Regions from separate parts of the Anas platyrhynchos genome. Here region 1 is linked to region 2. Evidence: chromatin contacts called from public Hi-C data. All regions are on one chromosome and are shown on one strand. Each heading gives the region's core, a stretch centred on a gene start, on an enhancer-like site or on the middle of the called end of the contact. The rest is flanking DNA. Distances are from core to core; before and after follow the strand shown.

What was found. A called contact is a pair of places that touch in the nucleus more often than the background predicts.
Region 1: a contact with region 2 is called in a Hi-C map of subcutaneous adipose tissue, with 2.1 times the contacts expected there. The contact joins two enhancer-like sites. A contact is called at or near these places in 2 of 8 Hi-C or Micro-C datasets (liver and subcutaneous adipose tissue).

What each region holds. Positions count from the first base shown.
Region 1 is chr11:12,167,688-12,170,387 of IASCAAS_PekinDuck_T2T, forward strand. The region is part of intron 12 of HMG20A (high mobility group 20A); the gene reads left to right. Among named protein-coding and RNA genes, the nearest start is that of HMG20A, 57 kb to the left of the region's middle. Within about 2 kb of position 1,369, at least 3 of the 8 cell types and tissues checked have an H3K27ac peak or open chromatin away from gene starts, as enhancers often do. A contact at or near this core is called in subcutaneous adipose tissue, where this site is marked.
Region 2 is chr11:12,031,749-12,034,448 of IASCAAS_PekinDuck_T2T, forward strand. All of the region lies in intron 3 of PEAK1 (pseudopodium enriched atypical kinase 1), which reads right to left. All of the region lies in intron 1 of LOC140003392 (a long non-coding RNA gene), which reads left to right. Among named protein-coding and RNA genes, the nearest start is that of TSPAN3, 64 kb to the left of the region's middle. Within about 2 kb of position 1,258, at least 1 of the 8 cell types and tissues checked has an H3K27ac peak or open chromatin away from gene starts, as enhancers often do. A contact at or near this core is called in subcutaneous adipose tissue, where this site is marked.

The sequences.
Region 1 (2,700 bases), core at 119-2,618, 140 kb after region 2:
TATTGCAGAGCACTGGCAAATACCCCGTGTTCTCCACAAAGCTCGTTGTTTTAACTTGTTCCTGTGATCTTGCATCCAATACAGCATAGTGAGGGCCAAGCCCTGCTTGTCATCGGAAACCATTGCATGACTATTCTGTGGGACTAACAAATCTGTTGAGAGAGAGTTACAGACAATTATGTGGAAGAGAGAGACCAGCATGTGTTCACTTTACTTACAGTGTATCTCTGCTGGAAGGCACGGGGACAGTAGCAGAAACATAGAGCATGGGGCTGGGAAAAAATTAGAGGGAGAAAAAAAGGAGAAACAGAAGCAGAAGAAAGAGTAGGACAAACAGGAAACTGAATTAAAAGTTGTCTGACTCTTTTCATAGCAAGTAGCATAAATGCAATAAGCATGGAAGACAGCCCTTAAGAAATGACCCCTGTGTGTGTGTTTATGATAATGCGTGGCATACATCTGTGGGTTTTAGATGGTGTCTGGTCTCTGATTAAGAAGAAATGCCTTCCTATTATTTAACAATCTCTAATTAGCCATATTCTCATTCCACATAGGAGTTGACAATTCCTTTGTGGGTGCACTCAGGCAATGGCCAGTTCTGGAGACACGGCAAACCAAAGGGATGGGGTGCTATAAAGCTCTTGTGTGACTTTGGTGTCTCTTGGCATCCCTGGGAAGCTTGGTTATGGCATGGTATCTCTGCAGCTTCCCTGGCATGGCTGGGAGAGGTGTATTGGTAGGGTTCAGTTCAATTACTGTGACAAAGGAGCTGATGAAGCTCTGTGTCCTTGGAACACAGTCGTGGCCTGGAAATTTTTATGAGCTGTGCGGGGCTGAAACCCCATTCCCTTGGGTTGTGAGCTCAGCAGCTTTTGAGCTCAGCCATTGTGGGTCTGGGCAGAACCCGCAGGGGAGTCCTGTCAGGGAAAACCCAAGGGCTGGAAGGAAATGTTGCTGATGACTCAATAGGCAGAGCTCTTCCCTCTGTTGATGTTGGAGCTGAGCCACACAGACACATCCCTCCATAATTACCTACTGGTTGCCTGAAGTTCATGCTTTTTAACCACTGGCATTCTCGTTTGCAGTCCACACACCCAGACGTGTGATGCTGGAATCCACACACGAGCCTGGGTATTGCATCGATGCTTGCAGGCTCTGAGAAGAAAGGATGTGTTTGCCTCCGGGAAGAGGTGTGTTTGCCCATGCATGCACGTGTTATTGAGCCTCTACAGATGCTCTGACTGCAGGAGGTGATGTCAGGTGGCAGTGGTTTGGTGTTTGGGGGTGGGTGTGGGGCAGTTAGGTAGCGTGGATGGGGGAAGGGATGGATTGGGATGACAAAACATCATGACAGAGGGAGAAAAATCTCAGTTGTGTCCCACATTAAGCAACAGAGACCCTTAGTGGTCACCCGGTGTAAAACACAGTGCTGTGTGATGGATTGCTTTTTTTTTTTTTTTTTTGCATTTGCTCATTTCAGACATGAATTCATGTAATAACTTGAACTTCAGAAACAAAAAGATGTTCAATTTCAATTGTTTTAACTGCTGTGAATAATTTCACTTCTGTTTTTTTCTGGGTTCTTAATGGTCTATTTTGAAACAAGGAGGTGTTTTGTGAAACTGACACATTTTCAATCCCTATTGATCACCATATGATATTGCTGTATTTCAAGCAGCATCACAATAACCGTGTTCTAAGAACACTTCAGATATTTTAGGGAATTTACTTCACCTGGTTTTGTGCATCCAGGCACACTGACTACCTCGCCTCTTCTTCCCTGCTTCTACCAGCCTGGTGTCAGAGTGAAACTGAATTTGGTGAATTAGCTGGCTGGATCTGCAACACCCTCATGCACCCTGCTAGCAAATGCACAGATAATCTGACAAATATTGCTGTTCCTAGAGGAGTTATTTCGATGTGATTAGCCTCTTTGCTGCGAGTGGCAGGGGGGTCAGCCTACCCACGCGCTGCCTTCCTGTCCCGAGAGGCCTACTGGCGTGTGGGCCTCTGATGGCTCTCAGTCTCTCTGGAACAACTTAGGAAATAACCAGCATCAGGAAAATCATCCCAACTCCGAGGCTTTTTATGGGGTTTGCTCACTGTCATCTCGGTGGTCAGAGACTGCTGCCCTTCAGGTGACCTCTTGTCAGGCTGGCAATCAGGCAGGATGGGCTGCACATCTCTGGGGGGTGGCTCATTTGGGGTAAACCACATGGGGATGTGGAAAACAAGGATAATGGTCTGACTTACCTTTGCAAAGAGCTTAGAGAGCTGGGCTGACAAGTGTTTTGAAAGAGCTATACCCTGTTACAGCGACACTGCCTTTGCCTGCCCCCACCGCCAAGCTTCAGCACAGGCAGACTTTAAGGGCTCCCTGAGGACTCTGCCAGCAGGATTTCTTATTTTCCTTATTTTACTCTCTTCCAGTGATGTTCAGCCACAATGTATATTACAAAACGATTATGGCCATGATTAGGGTGCTGTGTTATCATCACCCAGTGAATAGCCATTCCCTGGATCCCACTGGAATCCACTTCCATTCCTTGAAGTGACAGGCCAAAATTAAAATGGTCCTGCAAAAAAAAAAAAAAAAAAGAATCCAGAAAGCTGAGATTTCTTCTCAGCCCAAATTCCCTTCAGCATTGGTGTTATTAGCATTTATTATTATCTGTCAATGCTCTAAGTAGTAAATTTTCT
Region 2 (2,700 bases), core at 8-2,507:
ACCACTGCGCTACTTAGATGAAATGCAAAAAAATGTGGCAAGTATTCTTCTCGGACATAAAGAATTAAAACTTTGTCAGTGAAGCCCTATATTACTCAGAGCAGAGAGAGAAAAATGGCAATGACTGAGAACATAGAATAATTCTCTTGACTAGTTCAGGACCATTGACCTTAATTTTTGCCCAATAAATCACATGCCAGGAAAAGGACATAAAAGCAAAGATTAGTGCATATTGTCTTCAAAATAACCATTTAAATGTGTGACAAGAAAGTAAAAGAATATACTTTACTCTATCAAATGCAATTTAGATCACTCGTTTCAGCTTCAAATGTTGAATGAGCTGAGCTTAAGTGGCAAAATATGTTCAACCAATTCCAAACTCTGCCATTTAAGCACTTTTTCAGCAGAGTCAAATTATAACTAGACAGATACTTTGTTTGACAAGACAGGCTGGACTTTATGCTGAAAAATCAGATAAAATGCTGGGGCAGCCTTTATAGAAAGTCAGTTTCTTCTTTAGCTTGCTATAGTGGCAATAAACCATTCTTATATCCTCAAAACAAAGCTATGGATGACTTTTAGTTCCTGATTTGTTTCACAAGTAGCTTTTCCACCTAACCCCGCCCCACGCCAAAACAATTGAAATATAATTGTAAATCTATTTCAAAATGAGTTGTCTTTTTTCCTGAAATGATCAACCTTGAGTAAAAATCAGGCATGAATCTGTTATACTTCACAGTCATTGGAGTATCCCAGATCAGTGTTTTATGAATTAATGCCTGAAGATTTTAAGCCTTCTAAGCCAAAACCACAGCTCTGGTCTCTTCATCATTGTTGCATAACTCAGAAACGATCTGACATTTTACCGAGGTGAAAGAAGCTCTCTGTTGCTGCTTCTGCTAATGCAGGCATTGATAGATAAGTAATTTTATATTTTTACAGGCTTTGGATAAAAACATACTTGCTGTTCACATAGGTACGTTGAAAGTGTAGTACCAAACCCACTCAGTTAAAGATGCAGCTTTCATTAAAGGCAGAGGTTAGTAACAGCAGGACACTTATGCTGGAATTCACCACGGGCACAACTGGTTTACATTAGTGGAGCAAACAATAGAAATCATTAGTAAAATTGACACTTGTCTGACTTTGTCAGTCTCCTCACGTACTGCTCTGTGTTTTGGCAAAGGGCTAGCCTACGCTGGAAAACTCTGAAATAGGAATTCTGTTCCAACACCAGATGGGGCTGAAGTCTAACTGTATTATAACAGAGTACATTCAGACACAGTCATGGTACCAGCACTATCATATTTCATACACTGACTGAATATGTTTCCAGACACAGCTTTTTGCCAAAAACTCAGTGCCAAAAGCTTTTTCTTTGTATGACCTAAGAGATAGAAAGTCTGCCAGATAGAGTTCTGCCCAAACTTCAGCCTCTGTTTTAAATATACACTCAGTAAAAAGGCCTTTGCATTGTTTTGATCTTTGCAAAGATTTGTTGGTTCAACACTTTGTCAGCCTGGGCATTGTAACCAGAAAAATCACATTAAGAAGTAATTCTCCTAAAATATGAGAGAGAAGGAAACAGAGAATACTAGAATTTTATACTGTGGTTAACTCTTTCTTTTCATGTTAACAACTAAAAGGAGAAAAGTTGCACTAAAAGTTGCACAGCCGAAATAAATCTTCTTTTGGAAAATATATTTCTCCATTACATAAAATCTCCAAGCAGACAATTTAAACAAAGAGATTACCGCACCTGCGTATGGTTTTTAGGATTTAACTGGGTGATATTATTTCTTAGAAATGGCACAAAGTGCACTTAAATCCTATCACAGAACAGACAGTTTTATGGCCTTCTAGGCTATGCATTTTCTGCTAATAAGGTTGGGATAAAATGAGAAAGCACTCTCTTGCTCACTGTCACATGAAAATATTTTAGTGTTTTACCACCAGCTGTACTTATTTGCATTTGCACAGACACACTGTTACGGATCAGTTTTCCTCTAACCCAGGTAAGTGCTACACAAAACGTGTGACTGCAGACTACAGGAGGCTTGCCAGACCTACAACCCAAGGCTCCAGTAACAGCCGAAGTATGGCAGGGTCACAGTTCTGTGCATACTTCATGTCCCAGGAGTACTAATGCAGTAACTGAATTTCAAATGCTACACACACAGACCTGCGTATGTAAATGCAGGCATGTATCAATACGCAGACAGAAAATACGTAAGATGCATACAGATATTTTAAATCTTTTGCATTTCAGCACCAAATGGAAATGGTTTAAACTCAACATGCTCTAAACATGACTTTTGACACAGTCTGTGAAACAGGCAAGAGTCACTGACTTCTCGCCTTTGTAAACTACAGACAGGTTTCCAATTGGATTTGGCACTTCCAGGATGAGCAGTGCCTGTAAAATGCTTTACACTGCCTGCAGCTGTAACGAAGAGGAAATATGCACCTTCACACAAGAGGAAATGTACATTAAGAAAAAAAAAAATCCAATGGTGAACTATTTTCATCCTTCAAAATCAAAAGCAATCTACTGTAACAGATTAAATTCAGTGACTTTTATATGTCTAAACAGGTATTTGCACTCTCCAAAAAAATCTAGCATTTTTTTAATGGTTGTATAACTAAAATTGATTTTTCTGATGCTTTCCTCTGCCTTTAAAGAAAACACATTTACTGTTT